2 separate regions of the Zea mays genome follow, and region 2 is linked to region 1. A link is a contact called in public Hi-C data. All regions are on one chromosome and are shown on one strand. Each heading gives the region's core, a stretch centred on a gene start, on an enhancer-like site or on the middle of the called end of the contact. The rest is flanking DNA. Distances are from core to core; before and after follow the strand shown.

Region 1 (3,330 bases), core at 200-2,699:
CTGTGAATCTCCAACATTTTAACTGAGACACAAGATGACACCAGAGATTATAGACTAGAGCACCATGGCATGTTATCGTCATATTTTAACCTACCCTACTTAGACCGTGCCCAGCAGTTCACTCATATGGTCACCAAAAACACTGTTTTGCATTGTAGACTGTACTGTTTACAGAGTGGAATTTGAATATAAGTATAGAGATGAGTAAGCTGCTGGAGATAGCCTTATTTGTGTTTTGTGTTTCAAGTTCCAGTGACAGAAGCTCTTATGCAGAAATGATAATTAACTTAGGGCATGTTTGGTTCGTGGCTAACTACGACAAACTTTGCCTAAGGTTAGTCGTTCAAATTGAAGAACTAACCTTAGGCAGAAAAGTTAGGCAAAGTGTGGCAAGTTAGACAAGGAACCAAACATGCCCTTAGTAAATTATAAGCACAGAGATCCACTATACACACACAACCTCCTCAATCTGGCATGAGAGCAAAAAACAGAGTCAATCTTATAACTAACCCCAATGAATAGGACACATATCACAGTGATGTGATGAGGCAAACAAAAAAACTAGCTATGATGCTTAATAGCAGCTTCATCTCAACGAACTACAGAAAAAAGAGACCATTAACCACGCCAGGTCCTACGTAAGAATAACAGTCTGCATTTCGCACCCTTTCTTTGCAACCAAGAGATGAGACTAAACAAGCATTCATGATGCAGTGCAGTGTTATTAAGTAACATCTCACCTGCGACGAACCGAGGGCGCTGGAGCGACGCGCCGAACAGGTAGGGGCTGTAGTTCTCGCGGTCGTAGTAGTACCTCAGGACCAGCCGCTTCAGGAACTTGTAGTAGAGCGGCGAGACCTGGAGGTCGTCCTCGACGACGAAGGCGAACTCGTCGTCGGAGCCAGGCCACCATGCCTCTATCCACTGCGCCTGGAGCCCCGCGTTGGAGGCGCGGTAGTGCACGCGCTTCTCTCCGTGCGGCCACGGGAACGCATCGACGAAGTCAAGGATCTCGTGCGACGTGGCGAGGGGGGGCAACGAGGAGTTGGGCGGGCGGTGGTCGAGGAGGACGTGGAGCGCGACGCGGTCCCCATCGTAGTCAGCTGCGGCGAGAGAGCGGAGGCAGCGGCGAAACGCGGCCGGCCGGTCGTAGGCGAGGAGCTTGATGAGGAGGGAGAAGCGGCGGGGATCAGAGCTGGGGCCGGAGCCAGAGCCTGCGGTGTGGAGAAGCGGGGCGGTAGAATGAGAGGAGCGGTGGAAGAGGAGGACTAGGAAGAGGGGGGCAGGGATGAAGATGAGGAAGCGGAGTGGGAGGGAGCGGCGGCGAGGAGACGCCATTGGTGGGGGTGGGGGGAGTGAAGGAGGGGACCGAGGAAGTGCAACGGGACTGGAGAGGGAGGAGGAGGCGGATCGACGGAGTTGGGGAGGAAGACAGGAGAGCAACTGTTGAGGCCCATAAACTTAACTCCGGAGGAAGACAGGAGAGCAACTGTTGAGGCCCATAAACTTTCTTGAGCGGATAGTGGGCTTGAGGCCAGCGAATCTATAACTATAGCACTATAAACTTTACAAAACTCGCTCAATCCAATCATTTTTACACCTCCATTAAAAATCAACAAACATATTATACCCAAACTTAACATACAATCAAAATCAACGCTCAGATCGCTAAATAACTCTCTCTTGCTCACTCAAATCTAGTGAACGGTATTATTTGAATTATCATTTCCCTCCCCCTCCCTCCTCCGCAATCCTGCAGCTCTAGCCTCCCCCTCCCTCGTGTCCCGTAGCCTCCTCCCCCTCACTTATGTCGTCGTCGTTATAGTCGTCAACCTCTTCTCTCGCACCGTCATCGTTAACATCTCCTCTCTTCTCACCTCCGCAGAATCGTAGTGTTAGCACGGACTATATGCTAATGTGTACTAATATGAACTTAATTGGAATTGATTATCTACTGTGATTTTCGGACAACGGAGAAGATGTTGGAGCAATCCTAATAATTATTTCCTTCCATATATTCTCTAACTCTCTACTATGTCTATGTGAAAATAAATTGCATTTCCTTGCAAATTAAATAATTATCTACAATACTATTTTAGGCCTTGCTATGTACCTGGTGTTGTCACTTGCTCTCAGTCGCAAGGAGGTCAACAAGGGTGAACAGTGATGATAACAGGGTTACGTGCTAGAAGGCAATAGCTCTGTTAATCTGGCCCCTCACGGGCACTGTGCGGGGGTATTTATAGGTACCTGAGCGCCCAGCGCCTTGTGCTAAGGACGCATGTGCCCTCAGCTACCTAGGTTATCCCCAGAATATTCCCATAAAGCGGGGTTACAGACTGTAATTACAGGGATGCCTTTACAAATTAGGCTCGTAACGCGCGGCGGCCACGCAGGGCCCGTTACGATGGGCCGGATCACACGTGGGCCTCTGAGCTGGACGAGGCTGCACTGTGGGATGACGTCGTCGCCGGTCTTCGTCTGGTGCCGATCAAGCGAAGGGTGTCCCTGCCTGTTTTGTCTCTGCCAGACCAGCGGCTGCAGCGAAGGCTTCGAGCGAAGGGTGGCGTCTTTGCCTTCGCCCCAACATTTGCCCTCCGAGGGACCAGTTCGACAAAGTCATCTGGTGCCGAAGACGTCGCTAGATGGCGGAGACGCTGCCCTCGCTCGAAGTGGTTCCGCGGGGGTTTTTGATGTGACCGTTGATTGACGGCGTACTGTTGGATTGCGGGTTTCCCGAAGCGCCGCGCCCTGTTGGATTGCGGGTTTCCCGAAGAGCCGCGCGCCGCCTATAAAAGGGAGCGGGGGTCGGTGCTTTTTGAACTTCACTTTCCGCGCTCCGCGAAAACCCTAGTCGCCCGCCGTCTTGCTGCTCGTCTGCCCGCCGTGCTCTTGTTCGCCAGAGATCTGGCTCGGGTGAGGCAGACCGCCCGCCGCCGCCGACGGTACGTAGCGATGCCGACCTCCTCTTCTTCCGCTGCCGCTACGCCGCCGGTCGATCCCTCGCCGCCGGCCGCCGCCTCGTCTGAGGAGACGCTGAGTAGTTCGATGGAGGAGGAGTTGCGCGCCGGCGATTCTGTTGATTTTGGCGTGTCGCGGATGTCGTCGGTCCGCGTGCAAGATATGCAGCGGTTGGGTTACTTCGGCGGCGGAGTTTCTCGTGTCCCGGGGATGGAGGAAGTCCCCGAGCCGGAGGGCGAGTTGGTTGTTTTCGAGGCGTTCTTCGCCGCCGGTCTCCGCTTGCCTGCGCACCGATTTGTTGACGAAGTCCTGCGCAGGTTCAATGTTCAGATACATCAGCTGACACCGAATGCCGTGGTGGCTCTGTCG
Region 2 (3,442 bases), core at 717-3,216, 270 kb after region 1:
CAAACTAGTTAGTCCAATAATTTGTATTGGGCAATAATTCAACTACCAAAATCATTTAGAAAAAGGTTTGACCCTATTTCCCTTTCAATTACAAAGGTTTGTTCTAAACACCTTAGCATAATTTTGTAGCATTGTCTCTCCCACGATTCTTATCAAACATATGTGCAAGCTTTAACCCAAACACACTAGCACATATTAGGGGAAACTAATACTGCTATATCGAGTTGGGTTTGATATCAAGCATCTCTTGGACTTTCATATGGTTACCTATCACTAGTTTTCACATGTGTGCCTCACCACTCATAAACTAGACTTATCTAGATCAAGATATCCATCTATGCCCCCTTTACAGTACGACTGGAGGGAAAATAAAGGTGCTATCGCTAATATGTGTGTTCATCAACTCTATTGTCACTTAAAACTAGTTCATCTTTAACCTTCTCGCTCATCCTTTGAAAACTGATCATTCATCAATATGGGCATAGAAACTACATTAGCCTAATCATTCACCGTTATTATGACCTATCTCAATCTACATATGTAAAATACACATTATCATAATAATTTAATGTAATTAAACACCAAAACCCAACAAGGGACCTAGATGCGTTTACATATAATATAACATATAGTAACACTACATAGAGAGCACATATTTTCTATTTTACACACTTTTAAATATTGTTTTAAAACTATTTAACAAATATTAACCTAGCTAAATCTATAATTCAGCATTACATGATCCAATGAGCATGATTTTATTTACTATAACTCAAATATGTAATAGTTAGCGTACCATAAAATTTTCAATATAATTGGACCGCAGAAACTGCATCTATAAACTAATTACATAAAGCATAGATCTAATCTATTCATGTGGAGTTCAACAAGATTGAATTTTCTATGATTTAGTCTGGGTTTTTTAAAGATTTGATCAAAATAAACATAAAGAATAAGGAAACACATATAGAAAATCAGACATATGGTCACGTGCCTGATTTTCAAAGATGAGATAATTTCTATCTGATTTTATATGGGTGAAAAGGCTGACTAACTTCCACGATAGTTGAGAGAGACAAAATAATTATTTTTTGCGCTACACACGGGCTACAAAAGGACACACAACCGTAGCCCAGTTTTACGGGCCGAAAAGAGGAAAAGACAAGGGTAGTCGAGTGGGAAGGAGCCCAACAGGCCATACAAAGGCGTTCACGCAAGTTAACTCCGGAGGCCCACCACTCCCTCTTGATTTCTCCATTTAATCCGATAGGCCAAAACAATCCAAAAAAAAAACCGATATGCGAAGCCAAACCAAAACAAAACTTTGGTGTGCATGCCGGCCGTGTCCGCTCCCTCCGTCCTTGCGCCGGCACCGCCGACGGCGAGACGCGGCGTGCTACGCACGCGCTGTGGCTTGGCGGCCACCGCGACGCCCGCGTCGTCAGTATGTCCGGTTACGGGCACCTGCCGGCGCTCCCCGAGAGACCGAGCGCGTGTGCGTGTTGACAGCCTGCCTGTGTTTCGCTACAGAGAGCCGTGGCCCGTGGATCTGCAGGCCAAAGTGACGAGCAAGTACTTCGACGTAGAGGTGTACATTTGGGCTGGACCTAATGTACGGGCACGAAGCACGAAAAAAAAGTTCGGCCCAAGCACGGCACGACACGAAATTATTTCGGGCCGTGCCGGCCCGGCCCGGCCCGTTGTATACTTGTATCGGGCCGTGCTTGGGCCGACGCCGAGGCCCACAGGCGGGCACGAGCCCGGTCCGTTTAAGCAGATCCGAATTGGCCCGTTTACTGGCACGAAAGGCCCGAAATTCATAGCAGCGCACTCCTGAAATTCTCGTTGTCTGTGTGTCCACGGACGGACGGCGGGACGGGCCTAAAGCGCCGCAACCGCGCGGCCCATTTCCATTAACCTGAAACCCTACGTGCTACGTCCCTGCCCGGCCGCCGTTTTCTCCCGTGTCCCGATCCGCCGATCCCGATTCCCGACTGGCGACTCCCATCCAGCACCGGCCACCGGCATGCTCCATCCATAACCTGTGACTTTTAAGATAGGGAAAGATTAGAAGGAACGGATCGAGTAGGCAGCTTAGCTGTTTGCTTAGACTTTATAGAGACAAAACACTCCCACACCCACAGTCCACAGACTCGCACTGCACTTGTCCAATCCAGGGAGGCTGGGAAGGATCAGGGATCCATCCACCGTTCTGTCTTCTCAGGTCGACAGGAGGCCAAACCAGGTGCGCGCGTCCGTGTCGGCGATGAGTGCGGGCAGGAGCCGGGCGCGGCAGAACGCGATGCGCTCAGGGCCTCAGGGGTGGTGGTGCTGGGCGCCGTGGCCTTCGGCTACCTCTCCTTCCGCGTCGGCTTCAAGCCCTACCTCGACCAGGCTCAGGAGGCCATCGACTCCGCCCGCGACCCCGACCCTGACGCCGCCACCACCGCCGCGAGGGACGCGTCCGACGATCCCGGCGCCGGTTGCCCAGGGGGAGACCTCGGGCCGTCCAAGGACCCCGCCGTCGTACTGCGCGACTGAGGCCCGGTGCGGGCGTTTGGTTGCGCCATTTTTTATTTCGGGCCGCCCATTTAAAGCACGGCATGTTTAGTGAAATATGGGCTGGGCCGTGGGCCGGCACGGCACAGCCCGAATTTAATACTGGGCCGGGCCGGCCCGAAATTAAACGTGCCGAGTTTTTTCGGGTTTGGGCCGGGCCGGGCTGGGCGGCCCGAATGTACAACTATACTTCGACGTGGAGGCCAATGTAAGCAATCTCCTGCGGGTAAAAGCAACTCCAAGAAGGATCCTAAACTAAGGTCAATATTTTTTTAAACCGATTTAATCTATTTAGAAGTGACACAAAACGTGGTTCTCCAACAACAAGCCTCAAATATACTAACTCCGTTATCGAATATTTGTCATCCGCTAGTTTATTTTTGAATTAAACAGGAACAAATACTCGTGCTGCTAGACCAGACCCTACTGCTCACGTGGTGGACGTTTTGTATTATCATCATCATATAGTCTAATGTTCAGTATACAACAAGTGGAGACCTATAGGTTTATCTGCAAAGAATTGCAGCTTCAGACAATGTTCAAAATTAGTAGTGCCTTTTCTCTTTCTTAATGTATCATGTAAACCTCTACTACTTATTAAGTTAGCAATAGTAGTCTGCCTTTTTGTGTTCTGTCATTCTACGATCTCAGCCGTCCAGAAAAAAAATCAAATCATGGCTGCCTAGGATCGAATCTTGGATCTATTGAGCAGAATGCCTAGCCTTCCACCCTCTAACCAACATGACTCATGTTGAATTGTATACAACTTCAACTAAAACGTCTTTTGTGTTTAACCCACCGTACACTCTGTATGCTCACTGAGTCTAGAAAAACATTTATAGCTTGGTCCCTGATTTTTCTGGAATTTGGGACGCAGTCCAGG

The links. Hi-C and Micro-C count contacts between places; a contact is called where the count stands out from the background.
Region 2: a Hi-C map of tassel shows a contact between it and region 1, with 2.3 times the contacts expected there. The contact joins the promoter of LOC103650050 here to the promoter of LOC103650047 in region 1. A contact is called at or near these places in 2 of 25 Hi-C or Micro-C datasets (ear and tassel).

Annotation. Positions count from the first base shown.
Region 1 is chr3:48,265,366-48,268,695 of Zm-B73-REFERENCE-NAM-5.0, forward strand. It overlaps LOC103650047, which reads right to left and starts at 1,450. Exons shown (of 3, transcript XM_008675716.4): 1 at 741-1,450. The coding sequence starts at 1,338.
Region 2 is chr3:48,537,658-48,541,099 of Zm-B73-REFERENCE-NAM-5.0, forward strand. It overlaps LOC103650050, which reads left to right and starts at 1,967. Exons shown (of 2, transcript XM_008675718.4): 1 at 1,967-2,308; 2 at 2,311-2,801. The coding sequence starts at 2,267. The coding sequence ends at 2,541.